Linked DNA regions of Rattus norvegicus: region 2 is linked to region 1. Evidence: chromatin contacts called from public Hi-C data. All regions are on one chromosome and are shown on one strand. The core of a region is the stretch at or near the end of the contact, and the rest is flanking DNA. Distances in the headings are between cores, read along the strand shown. Region 1 has its middle 340 kb from the start of Pincl. Region 2 has its middle 280 kb from the start of Tns1.

Evidence for each region. Hi-C and Micro-C count contacts between places; a contact is called where the count stands out from the background.
Region 2: a Hi-C map of Schwann cells shows a contact between it and region 1, with 2.4 times the contacts expected there. The contact joins two enhancer-like sites. A contact is called at or near these places in 2 of 12 Hi-C or Micro-C datasets (Schwann cells and psoas muscle).

Annotation. Positions count from the first base shown.
Region 1 is chr9:82,783,396-82,790,618 of GRCr8, reverse strand. No RefSeq gene overlaps it. Among named protein-coding and RNA genes, the nearest start is that of Pincl, 340 kb to the right of the region's middle. Within about 2 kb of position 3,803, at least 13 of the 93 cell types and tissues checked have an H3K27ac peak or open chromatin away from gene starts, as enhancers often do. A contact at or near this core is called in Schwann cells, where this site is marked.
Region 2 is chr9:82,864,397-82,871,239 of GRCr8, reverse strand. No RefSeq gene overlaps it. Among named protein-coding and RNA genes, the nearest start is that of Tns1, 280 kb to the left of the region's middle. Within about 2 kb of position 1,574, at least 5 of the 93 cell types and tissues checked have an H3K27ac peak or open chromatin away from gene starts, as enhancers often do. A contact at or near this core is called in Schwann cells, where this site is marked.

The DNA of each region.
Region 1 (7,223 bases), core at 2,554-5,053:
TGTCGGAGGCAGCAGAATGTGCACAGATGTTAAAACAAGCGCAAGTAATTAGGAGATGAAAGTAAGTTAAGATTCCTCCATGATGAAATGGGAAAAGAGTTTCCTCTTCCCACCACCCCCAGGGCTGTTGAAGTAGCTAAGTAAAATATCAAAGACACATAGCTTTTCCATTTTGCTTTTTCAAAATGGTAGGCATGGGAAATTTTGATTAAATATTCACTGGCGTAATTTTCTGCCCATCTTCTGCTCCTCTGAGTTTTAACCTTTGTAACCAGGTCTGGAATCATCCTAGGCCTGTGACAGTGAAGACAAAGAAGGCAAGACCATGCAAACCTGTGACCTCAGCACTCAGGCGAATCTCTGAGAATTCAAGGCCAGTCTGGTCTACCAAGTGAGTTTCAGGCCAGCCAGAGTTATCTAGTAAGACTCAGACTCAAAACAAACAATCAAACAAACCAACAAACCAACCCTCCTGTACAAAGGTAGATGTACCCACTTTAGTTAATGCAGTTAAGTTTCTCTGCAGGGACACCCAGAGGTCCATTTCCCATGTGATTGTGGTCGCCACGGTTAATAACCATCACAGTGTGTTATATTTCTTTTCAAGTTCAACATCTTTCCTCCTATCCTTAGCAGAGTTATCCAGAAAGCAGAGTTCAACACAAAAGACTTGTATGTTGTGCTAGTGAGAGTTCTCCAGAGGTGTAGTGTGTGTGTGTGTGTGTGTGTGTGTGTGTGTGTGTGTGTGTGTGTGTGTAGCTATATAAAGGTTGCTGAGAAATCAAAATGCAGAATTGTAGATCTCAGTCACAGTGGATCTATCTACGAAATAACCTTGCACCTAAGGCTCAGGAGACACTGCAGAAGAAGGGGAGGGGGGTGTGAGAGCCAGAGGATCAGGGAGTTTGCTGTGAGATCATGTCTCCTGGAGACATCAGAAACTACACTTAAAATATTTCACCAACATGACTACCTAAACAGGAGCTGAACCTGGCAAAGCGAATGAAAGAGACTTCAATCTTAGGAAAAGAACTGTAAGAAACCGAGGGAAGCTGGGAGCAGGAGAGGTGGTCCCTCCCACCTAGGGAGGAGCACACCAGTTAGGTTTTCAGTGCCAAACCGCCATCCCTGAAAACATACATACAAATAACATTATAGAGACTAAGCAGGTTCTATTTAGGAATATGTATGTATATTCATATTCATATATGCATGCAATAGCAATTAGTGAAAGGAGAAGCCATGAATTTAAAGGAGAGCAGGGAAGGATATATGGAAGAGTTTGAGGGAGTAAAAGAAAGGGGAAATATAATTATATTTATTATACTCTTTCTTTTAAAAAGGCTGGTGAGGGCTGGGGAGCTAATGTTGTACTCTTAAGTCTGAATGTAGCTTGCTTCAGAATCCCGTTTGTTGGTGAATGGAAGGCAAATCTTTTCACTTAGTTGGCCTTTCTACTGACTCAGTGGGACCCACCAATATGATAAGAGCAGTATGTGCTACTCAGTGTCTACTCATGTGTTCTCTAAAAACACCCCCACAGAATACACTCAGAATAGTATTTGAACATACATCTGGACACCAAGGCTATCAAACTGACACAAAAAATCAACCATCATGTGTGTGAATGGCTTATTTGGGAAAATGATCCTAAGGAGGACCTTAGAAAAAGGAGCAGAAAACTAGGAAGGTGGAGGTCCCCAACAAAGAGTACTGCAAAATGGCCATGAGTAAGTGCGTGGGTTTGTGGTCTACAGAGTCCGGGAATCTTTCACCAGGTGGGTGTTCATAATCTGGGTTGTGTACCTGACAATCTAGTACACTGGTTCTCAAACTTCTTAATGTTGAGACCTTTCAGTTCCTCAGGCTGTGGTGACCCCAACCTTATGATTATTCCATTGCTACGTCATAATTTTGAATTATAATGTAAATATCTGCTATGTAAGATATCTGATATGCAATCCCCGGTTGAGAGCCACTGATCTACTAGATCCTTTAGGCACACAAATCATCCTAACCAGAGAAGCCCTGGGCAAGGATGGGGCTAGCGGATAATATTCAGGCAGAAAGTTAAACCAGAGAGCTTCTGTTCCAAGCTAGTGGGAGCCACACAGAACTGGCAGGCGGAACCTTGACAGATGTGAGAAATAGTACGAAAAGACCAGAAAAAGTACTTGAGAGTCATCAGACATCTCCTCAGCAGCTTTCTTTCTTTAAAATTCCTGCTTAGGGAACTGGAATGACATCCCTCCAGCCCCTAAGCTTTAAGTCACCTTAGAGACCCTACTTTCCTCCTGAATCATATCCAAGTAAGGCCAGTTGATTTCCTTTTTTTCTTTCCTTAATATGCCATATGCAGAAATATCTCCCGTATCGCTACAACCTCTCACCCAACCCTCACAAACTCTTCCTTGGGTTTTAACACTTGTTTTTGGACTGGTCTCTATGCCTCTAGCTTTGGGTGCTTCTTAGAACAACCTGCCTATAGTGTACATCTGACTATGAGATGAGCCTTGCTTAAAATCCACCAATAGCACTGAAGCCAGAAGAGTGCATTCTTCTAGCTCCTTCCGCCAGCACACTGCCCCGTTATCTTCTGCAACATCCCTTCTGGGATGCTCTGTTCCTCTTGGGAAAGGTCCTTGGGGACCACCCAAGGCAGTATGCTCTTTCAATCTTTGATGCCTTTGGTCATTCTATGCTCTCTGCTTGGAATGTCTTCCCTTTTCTCCTTTTCCATCCCCAGTCTAACGTCACCTGGTTGAGCATCTACTCTTTTAAGACTGTGTTCGTGGGTCACTGTTTCCTCTGATGCTCTCTTGAGCCTTCCAGATGTCTTTATTAACCTTCCTGCATCTTTATGTCTGTGTCATAGCAAACGTCACTCACAGTCAACTTGCCTTCTTCAAGCTGATCCTCCACAGCAAGATGTCTATCCTGGCCAAGTCTTTGTCATGGCTCAGCCTGACACAAAACAGGTGCTCAAGAAAAGGGTTGCAGAGAAGGTTGAAAGGGCCTGTGGAGGACCCCCTACCTTAAACCCTGATGCAGGAAGCTAGGAAAGGATCATATTTCATTACATCTGGATTGTGTTAAGGACACATCTGGCTCAATGAACTATTTTGGGCAGGGGTCCAGGTCCTGCTCTGAATCCCCCTTCCACTTGCAGGCCGGAGCTTCTGTCTCAGGCAGAAGTTGAGTTCTTGAGGTCTAGCCAGGGAGGTTAAGTGCAAGCCTGTCTCCTACCTCTAGGTTCTGAGAATTTGTTCCCTAATCTCTGCTTACAGAGCTGGAGTCTGTGTGAAAGGGGCCTTTGTTTGATATGGGAATGGCTTGGGGATAATCTCTCCTTGGATGAATTTTAATTCACTTTAATGACTCTGCCTCCTGTCATGCTTTTCTCCTGGGGAGGGGGGAGTTGTTGAAGAGATTAGAAAGCGTAAATCTGAGTCCTGAATCTAACCTTCTTCTGAGGGTGCTGCTACAAGGAAAAAAAGGAGTTTTTTGAAAAACCTATTAGGAGGCTGGGGATGGGGTGGACAGAGGGTCGAGCAGGAAAATGCCATTCCTAATTGTGTCCACACACTGCCAAGCTGCCTATATTTACCTGGTACCAAGCCCACTCACCAGCCTGCTGCAGCCCCCTTTCTCCCGTGGGAGCCAGCCAAAACAGACAACATAGAATGATGTCATCCCCAGGACACTGTCCTTTCTTTTCTCTCTCTCTCTCTGTCCCTCCTTCTCTTCTAGCTTTGTATAAACACAGCTGTTTGTGAGGAATGCTGGCTTGGGAAAACATAAACCGTCTGCATTAATGACCTTTCTTCTCTGCCTTCCACTGAATGTGGGAGACTGGAATGCTCAGGCTCTGCAGGCCCATTGTCCTTGTCTGCAAGGCCAGGCTGTTCAGCTTTCTGCCCAGGTCTGAGGTTTCCAGATACGGTGACTGTGCAAAGCATCTTGGACCAGACGAGCTTTACTTACATTCTAGCTGCAGGTGACCCCTCAGGCCATCTGCGGAAGATTCCAAGGGACACAAAGGTAGAAGGTGAGATGCGGGGTAGAGGTGAAGGGGTAAAGAGTCCTCAGTGTATGGGGATATTATTCCCTGAATGGCTGGTTTTGTCCACATTGCCACCAGCTTCTGGGAGAGGGAATGGAGGGTTTTGGGCATCCCTCCGTGTCAACTGCTGAAGGAGGTTAAGGTCACCTTCCACTCCCTTGCCAAAATAATGCATATATAGTCACCATTTGAGACCAAAATGTCTTCATCCTCTTGAGAAGATGAACCGTGGGCAGCAAACAGGAAGAAGGAAGCTAAGCCGGTGTTATTTGGTTTCTTTAGGAATTCAGTGATTGTGGCCCACAGCAGTTCATTGGTGGTGACTTTTCCATCTCTAGATAGTGACCTCTCTGGGTTTGGAGGTAAGGATAGTTTTGATATGTTCTACAAGACAGTGTTTGCACAGAGCATGTGCTTGCTTCTTGGCCCCTTACCCCCTTCTGGATCTACTGATATTCTGTTGGCACATGCTCTCTTGCATGGTTTGTGGTTTCTGTGAAGAAATAACAAGGACTCTCCAGGTCTCCCTTGCTGAGCCTGCCCTGGGGACCCTGAACAACTGTCATGGTGGGATGACTGGGACTCTTGTGTGTTAAGAATGCTTCAGGGTGGGCTGGAAAGATGGTTCAGTGGTTAAGAGCACTGTCTGTTCTTCCAGAGGTCCTGAGTTCAATACCCAGCAACCACATGGTGGCTCATAACCATCTGTAATGGGATCCGATGCCCTGGTGTGTCTGAAAACAGCTATAATGTATAGATATAAATAGAATAAATAAATCTTAAAAGAAGAATACTTCAGAGTGTGGGTCCTCAGAGACCAAAGACAAACCTTCCTCCATTTCTCGGAGTAGAAATCACAAGGCATGAAAATGGTAATGGTTATCTCTGTTGACTTTTCAAGGACCATATGCAGGTCTGTGTGCTTCTGCCTCCTGGCTACCTGCTGTGTGCTGGGCTGCGTAGGAGGGGCTTCGCATTCATTCCGATTTTAGTCTCACAACATCCAACTCTTATCAAATCATTATTTTACAAATGATGAAAACCCAAGACAAAGGTAGCTTAAGGCTAGTTATCGGCTAACTTAGTGAAGAGCCAAGAATCATACCAGCTCAAATGTAAATGTCCATGTGGGGAGTTCAGGAGATAAATAGGAAGGGGTGAGTAGAGTAGGACAAAATTTAGACTCACAGAAGCAGCAGCCACAGAGGTGAGTTCCTTTGAGAGAGGAAAGTAACATCTTTTCCTTCTCCAGCAGTTCCCTTAAAGCTGAAACCCAACAATGTATAGTCAAATCAAGTTGGCACCCTGCTTTTACTGTTTATAAATGCAGATTTTCTTTTAAGGAAAGGAAGTCTTTGATCCACTAAAATGCTCCATAGGAGAAACCCCTCATTTTCTTTAAAAATACTTTACTGGTGATTGTGTTCTGTGTAAAGTAATACTTAACAGAAAGTAGCTTGTATTGGAATAAGTGTCTGGGAGGTAAATCTCTTAAGAGAGCTGAGAAGTGTTAATCTTTGACATTTACAAAATGCATTTTAAGAAGTTCCCCGGATTGATAAAAATCTGCTAGGAGAACAGGTTTTCTCTGTCTTTAAGCAGTAGAAAATTTCACCCTTTTGATCTGAAAAAAAAAAAAAAGAAGGTAGAGGTGGGTATTAACTTTCCGAGATAGAACTGCCTAATTGGTATCTTTTGGGATTCTACTTCAAAGAAAGGAGAAGAAGGAATTTGAAAAATATTGTTGGTCTGGAACTTCAAATATTATAAGATGAGATGATATTTGTAAAGGCACTTGGGGAAAATGGTGGAGTTGAATGAATAGAGGCCATTATTATTCCTTCCAGGGATTATAGGACAGCAAAGGAGAGTGAGAGCCATTATCTTCTGAGGCAGCATCCCCTACATTTTCTGCAGAGGTCTGCGCATAGGGATGCTCACCGATGCTATTTAAATATATTGTGCTAAACGAAGTTTAACACTTTTATTGTTTTTTTATGAAAGGGGTTATGAAATATTTTATTTGTGCGTAAAAGTTCTCTCAAAGAGTACCTGTAGAGTATAAGGGATTTCCAATCTTATTTGGTTACTACAGAGTCTTTTTCATGGAGAGTAGAGAGATAGTATGGCATCCCCTGTGGCCAATATTCCCAGAAATGCAATTTGAGGAACATGCCCCTAACTCATAGTCATATTGGCTATAAAAGCCTTTGTTATTGTGATGTTTGGAACCCCTCTTGAAAGCAGACACTAGATTTTTAAGGAGAAGGGGGCAGAAGATATTGAATTACAGACAAATATTTAAATGAATTCTAATGAGTAGGTATGGAAACTTGAATGAAAAAGTTTACTATTGTTTGGATGTGGCTTGAGTTTGTCCCCTAAAGGATTATGTATTGGAAGGGTGATCTTACATATGGTGGTGGTAAGAGGTGCTGTGACCTTTAAGCAGTGGAGCCTAGTAGTCATTTGGGGATGTTGTCTAGAAGCAGTTAAAATAGTTCTTCTGGGATTTTGACTACTTCAAAGAAGATTGATCTGTCTGTCTATCTATCTATCTATCTATCTATCTATCTATCTATCTATCTATCTATCTATCTATCATTATGATACCATCTACCATGAGACCTTCAATATAGCTGAGCTATTTTTGAGATTCTTTCTGTGAGCTAAAATTTTTTTCTTCATAAATGACCCAGCTTCAGGTATTTTGTTATAGTAATATTAAACAGGATAATGCAAGGCCATTTGACTTGGTTGTTTAAATCCATTTCATCTCTAAGGTGTGCTAAACTCCAAAGGTTAGGTAGGATTCTAAGCACTGGGCAGTGTTATAGCTTGAATTCGAAATATTCCCTACAAGCCCATGTGTTGAATGAAGACTTTGTCCTCATACAGTGGCACTGTTTTGAGACATAGTGAAAACTTAAGGAATAGGGCTAGTTTAAGGAGGTAGTTATCTGGGTATATGTATCTTTGAACACTTTATCTTCTATCTTTATCTATCTTGTTGTATGTTACCATTCTTGGGGGATGTAAACAAATATCAATCCACTCTAGGTAGGGAGCCAGCAGCTAACCAAATTATGGATACCACCAACATCCAACTGTGTGAACTGATGAGTTCTACTGGGGTTTTTCCAAGAATATGGGTGACAAG
Region 2 (6,843 bases), core at 325-2,824, 83 kb before region 1:
GGGTGTCACTGGAGGATGCTGACACCGGAGGAATTCTTCTGATGTTGCTACTGGGCAGGCACTAAGTAGTGGAAAGGGTAAAGGCCACCTGGGTGCATGACTTTTCCTTCGAGGAGGGAGCTAGCTTGGATGACCCCCCCCCCAGGAGCCATGCTGAGACTTAGAGGCAAAGAGACTTACTTTCCTATTTAAAGGGCCCTCCTCACACAGGAGGGACAAGACTCTTCTGTATCTAGCACAGCCGTAGGGGGCTTAGATGGGATGTATCCCTTTCCTCCTTTTTCGTAGGTAGGTAAACACCCATTAATTTACTGACAAAAGCAATAGTCATGGATTTAGTCTGTGATTCTGAGAGCTGGTAATTTGGATGGGGCTCAGCTGGGTGGGTCTACAGCCCTGGGCTGGGGTTTGTTCCCTAGCTCTCAGCAATCAGTCACCAGGTGGTCTGCACTTATTTGCTCACAGGTGGCAGAAGCTAAGAGGAACCAGTTTTCCTTGTTTATCCATCTTCTTAAGAGGAGATGGGGTTTGATCTGGGGAGAATGAGAAGCCCCTCCGAGCTCAGGCGCGTTAATGGCATGGCATCACATTTAACCTGAGTAAGTTGTAACATAAGCTCCAAATGTCTAGACTGCACATAAAGGGCACGGATACCAAGAAGAGTGGAGAAGGCTGGCCCCCTTTACAGTTTGGTGCTGGGGGTAGATTTTTGAGCTGATGTCCAAAGAGCTTTCTAAGGAGTTGAGCTGTTTCGCACAGGTGCAGACGGATTTGCCAACCTCTGGTCTGCTCTGGCTGAGGATCCGCTTCTCAGTGAATGAAATGCTTGGCCTCCTAAGGCCTTTTCTGGTCCCCGGTGTTTATTTAACTAGAGATTTATTCTCAACAATCTATGGTTGACAATCGTCATAGTCACGGACTATGGAGAGAACTGGAGTAATGTCCCCAATTCGTCACTGTACCATCACCCTGCCTTTGTCATACCCCATCAAGACTCCCCCAGATTCTCCTTCATCTACCATCGCTCCCTGCTGCAGAGGGCCTTGCTCACACCGACCAATCACAGCAGATTTGGTTAGGTGTAGGGAACAGAAGAGAGAGGACGGGCACCCTTAAAGGCAGCATTTTCAGGACGTTGTTTTTATCTTACAGGCTTTAAAGAAGAATGCGCTGGAGAAGAAAAAGGAAATAGCCTGTGCACAATTTTCAGAGCAACGCAGGGCGAGGCAGAGAGTAGAAAGTGGGAGATGCCAACAAGCCAAGCCCAAGTGGGTTTTCTGGGATGGAGATATAAACTTGAGCTATGAAGCTGGAGACAGGCAGGAAGTGGGCTTGGCCGGCACGAGGAGGCGCATGCGTCGTCTGGCAAACCATCCCTTTCCAGGCTTGTCTTCTCAGTTCCCTTTGGTTTCCAGCCCCTCCTGACCCTGGGGACAATGCTGCTCTGTGTTGAGACTTTTGTGATGGCTGAGAGAGAGGAAGAGAGAGAGAAAGATGGTCAGGGTGGCGGTGTGTGAATCACTCTTGTCACGTAGTCCTGTCAGCTGCAGTGGCTCCTGAGTCTGCACAGGGGTTCGGGAAACTATGGCCCAAGTTGAGCCCATGCCTGGAAGCTGGTCAGCCAGCTGCAGGGTGTGCTGCTCTGAACTACCCAGTGTGCAAAGGGCAGGACATGGGAGCATGGGGGAAGGTTTGTTACCATGGGGACAGGGTGAAAACACTCAAGCTGCAGGGATGGGTTCTGGCCTTTGCTATCTCTTTCCTAGGTTGCTATGGAGCTGATGCTCAATGCTTCTGGAAGTTCGAGGGCCTTGGGTTCATCCCAGAGATGAGGACCCTTTCTTGTCCCTTAGCTCAAGCAGGATGTGTCTTCCTTAGCCTGGGGGCTGTCCTCAGCGACTGGAAAGGAAAATGTCCCCAAGTTTAGATATGACATCTTATTCTAGTGCAAAGAAGGCAGAGTAAGTCATGCAGGATATTGAGTGCTCTGGGTTCTAAGCACTGGCTTTGGAATAGGAAACTAGAGGTTCAAAGGCTGGCACATTGCAAAGACATAGAGTCAGGAGGGGATGTCCTTGGTGCCAGGCACTGAGGGAAGTCTGTGTTGCTTGAAGACAGCATGGGTTTCTGAGGATGGAAGCAGCCCTCCATAACTCCCCGTATCTCTGTTTCACCTTAGAAAAGGAGGTAAGAAATCCTGTGATCCACACAGGGTCTCAGTGTGATTCATCCAGCCTCTATGCCTTCTCTCATCTGACCAGCAGAGGGCAGTGTGGTACTGTCGGTGGAACTGACTCAGTAAGGTTTCTTTCCACTCCAGTACTTGCCTCCTAATCTTTTAAAACCGAAGCTGCTTACACACAACCTTGTCTGTCAGAATGGCATGGATTAGACTGGCACTCTGAGCCCCTTTTCTGACAGAATGCCGCCCCCCCCCCCCCGCGCGCTTATTCAGAGACCATCTGAACTCTCACCTCCGTTCCTTGGGCCCAGCAGGTGACTCAGAGCCTCAGGGATAAGGTCCATGGGAGGGCAGGCACGGTGGGCGAGCGTAAATGGTTTTCAAGATCCATTCTTAGCTGCTTCTTGAGCCAGTTTTGAGAGTGGGTGGACTGCTCCAGCCTATTAAGGAACGTGAGATGCTCCCTTCCTCTACCCCCCCCCCCCGCACCCCCTATGTCTGACTTTCGCCCCCCGGGGGTTGATGGGAGGACTCTACTGGATCCCTGTGGGATTCCCGGACTACCCATACAACCCCGGCAAGTCTCTTCTCTCCAGAAAGCACTTTCTCCATTGGAAAAGTGAGAGCGTTGGGGTCTTATGGCCTGAAAAGGCTTGGAATGGTCACCTTTCCTATTTCTACGTTGGGACTCTGTTTCCTTCCGATTGCAGGTTAGCTGATTGAAGAATAAAGACTGGACGGGTGAAGGGTACTCACTCTAGGATTGTAACTAGGAATATAAGCTACTGTCTGCCTCGCCATTGCTCATCTCTGACGATTAGGTACAACTTTATCCCCATCTAAGCTCAGGGCAGCTCGATCGAACCACACTTCTCATGTGATAAGCAGTGGGGGAGCAGCACCCTGGGGGAGCAGCACCCGGATGCTCCACGTGTGAGCTCCACAGGGCTCCAAACTCTGCCTGCCATCTGCTAAATGCTGGGGGCACAGCTCGTGCGTGCCCTGTTCTTTTAAAGACGGGAGGAGTCTGTCTTCCACAGAGATGCAGGAATGTCACGTCTTTTTAAAGCAGAGGCCATGGGAGAGGCATACCCAGGGATCACAGGAGAGGAGAGAGGCAAGGTAAAGAGAGCTTGAAGACCAGGGTGGCCTAGAACATCTGTAGTCACCTTTTTCTTCCCTCCCTTCCTCCCCCTCCCTCCCCTCTCCCTCCCTCCCCCTTTCCTTCTTTCCTTCCTTCCTCTCTCCCTCCCTTCCTTCCTTCCTTCCTTCCTTTTCTGAGCACTATGTATACACTAGACAGGAGGTACCTACAACCAGGTGAAATGATAAAAATTCCTATCTTACAGATGGAAAAACTGAGGGCTGGAAAAACTGAGTCTAAGACCACACCGCTCAGTAGAACAGGGGTTGTGCACACCCACCTCACTGTTCCAGCATGAATCTCTCTCTCTGGGATGGATACTTCCTATCCTCTGTTCAGAAAGAAGACCCTGCCTTCTTAAGATTAGGAATGTGTAAGAAGCTGAGGTGGAACTTTTGCTCTCTAGACTTTCCCAGAAAGCAGGAGCAGCATGTCCCTCTGCTGCTCGTCCATCCATCTATCCTAGCATCCTCCGGGCAGAAAGCTGGCTGTGCCTGCAGGCCCATATCCTTACTTGTCTGCCAGATGCCCCACAGGGCTGCTGGTGTCTCTGGAAGTCGAGGGAGCTGACACCTGGCAGAGACTTGTTCAAGACCCCACAGCTGTTTTGTGACTAGCCTGGGAGAAGAGCCCAGGTCTCTTTCTGGTTACAGTGTCCTATTCACCAGGACAAGGCCCTGGGAACAGACCAGCCTTGGCTTGAACAGTGGGAGCCTTCCCAGCTAGAGAGGTCTCAGCTTTCTGGAACCCCAGGGAGCTCCTTGCAAATCTGTGTGCAGGAACCCAGCCCCACCCTCTGCCCGGAACAGTGAAGGGTATCCACACCCATGATTTCGGTCCCAAAGCAGGTTGAGATGAGAGAGCTTATAGGATTTATCTTGCACTTAATGTCTAGTGTCAGGGATGGGGCTTTCCCACTGAAACCACAGCATGGCCTGGGTCAAGACTGACGGCAGCTGGAGAGCAAGCGCTGTACTGTGAAGCCAGCTGCCCAGCACTCCATGCTGCATCCTGCTGTCCCTAGGGCCAGCTGGAGACAGGGGGAGTCCATGGCAGGGAGCCCTGGGGAGGGCTCAGTGGCATTTGCATGGGCTTTCATATTTTGTGGTTTCTGAGAAACCATTTTACTCAATCTGATGGTGGGAGGGAGGCTCTTCTGAGGCAGGGGCTCAGACACAGTAGTTTTGGATGTTCTTTTTCTACTTAAGTTATTCCTTTTTCTCTTATAGTTTACTCTTCTGTTTAAAAAACGGTTACATGCCAGTAATAAAAAAAAGTCAGCAAGTTACATTGACAAGAAGGTACCTCCTGAGGTCATGTCTAACTCTTCCTGCTCTATACTTTCCTTGTTTCTCTTTTTCTTTTCTTTAAAAAAAAATTTGTTATTGTGTGTGTGACTGTCTGGTGTGTGTGTGTGTGTGTGTGTGTGTGTGTGTGTGTGTGTGTGTGTGATGAGTGTGGATGTCAGAATTTAGTTTTGTAGAATCAATTCTCTTCTTCTACCTTCGCATAGGTTCCGGAGGAGACCAAGCTTGCTTGGCACGGGCATGTCCAGATGAGCCATCTTGCCAGCCCGAATTTCTGTTTTGTTAACCCCACAGACTAACTCCACAGTTGTCAGTTAGTCCTCTCATTAGAGGCTGTATCTGCTAGCAGTGATGTCTAACCTTTTGACTTTGTGATATCCTGTGGCCACCTATAAATGTACTTGAGCTATACTCATAGCTGTTCTGGACAGATGTAGCCATAGGGCTGTAGATGGGCCATGCCTACAGAGCTCAGGGTTATCAACAGATCGCAGATAGAATCTCCATTTCAGCCACTGGTGTTAACTTGGACAAACTACTCAAATCCTTCTAAAGCTTCACTGTAAAATGGGGATAATTATATCTTAACTTCTTAAGTGTTATAGAGACCCGATGAGGACCTCTAAGTTCTAAGGAGAGTAGAGGGTCTCAGTATCTTCTAGGATTCTAGGATGTTCCTTGTTAAGTGAAGAAGATAATCCACTGTGTGTGAAGCAGATGAGAGCTCTGAGCTTGACTCTAGTCACAGAGTTACTGTATTTCTCCACAGTGATGTGGCTCTGAACCACCTGTGACTTTTGGCTCACAGTGCTCAGTGCTGGTCCTGACGTGGGAGCCAGGTTCACGGTGATAGCAGTGGTTATGTGAGTGGGCAGGATAATACAGCCATTTGAGAAGGCTCCTAGAGTTGGGGATTCTGAGGTGATTTGGAGGGCAGTGGGCTGGTCTACAATATGGGCTGATCTGAGAAGGGCCTGGAAGTTGGAGAATGGAGGTGGGTGGCATTGCCACTGTGGAGTTAGAGGTAAGGTTTTCAAAGTATTCCAAGTGGGCAAGGAAGGGAACTGAGAAAACAGGCTTGAACATGTCATCAGCAGAGTCTTCCCCTGCTAAAGGCCTTTAGCTAACCCAGCAGCATAGGGGAATGCATAGGACAACAGAATTCCACCAGCTGTTTAAAAATGGGAGCTCGCCCACCTCAGAGAGCATCTCAAAGTAGTTTATTTGTTTAGTTTTTTTCCCCACTGCTTTGATGTTGCAGACAGCAGCCCTCAGACCAGCATACCAGACTCCACTCAGCCTCCACAAACACTTAGTACCAGATGATCTATGTCTCCTGTCTATCTCTCCCTCCCAGATGGCCCTGCTGTCCAGGCAGATGGGCCACCGGAAGCCCTGGATGTGAGCACATAGGACTGTCAGAGAGTGCACTGTGGCTGCGGCAATGGTGGGAGGCCTCTAGACAAATACAGGCACCAGTATTCCTGCTTCAGCAGCATCTGGGGACCATGACCTCCTTGAAGCATCCTGGTAGAAAGCTGCTAGGGAAAAGAACAAATAGCTGGTGACTTACACTAGCACTTAGTGTCACTGAGTGGTTTTCTAAGCAGCTCATCCAAGCTGTGCAGGCCTGGGGTGGTGCTTTCCAGGGAGAAACCGACTGGGGCTACTCATTTACGTTTAATTTGTTTAAAAGGGGTTGTCTCCTCACTGCCTCTCAGAAATCTATAAGCGACGAGATCTGCTCCTTGTGGCATCCTTGAACTGTGCCCAGAATTTGCAAGAAACCTCACGTATTGTCAGCTTTTTGACAGCCTTGTTTATCTGGCAAGGTAAGAGCGAAGTCTGGCCACCCCCTTCAGTCTCCGGAGCAGCATCTAACAGCAGTTACACAGAGGCCATGAGATGGGAATTAGAGGGCAGGGAATCAAGTTCTGGCTTTACCTCAGGGATCTGAACTTCTGTCTGTTCAACCTTGGGAATGGAAAAATAATAACATCTACCCAAGAAGCATGCTGTGGGAATTTAAAGAGTGTATGTGTATGGCGTGCATGAGGAAAGAAAGGGAGAAGTTCAGAGAATGCTTCTAACATAGCCCCGTTTTTCTACATGGGCTTGGGAGCCTGTTGTTTTTAGGGTTGGCAGTGGACTATATGTCAGAACTAACAAATATTATATGGTAATTTCATATCTAGGGATATGACCTAAAG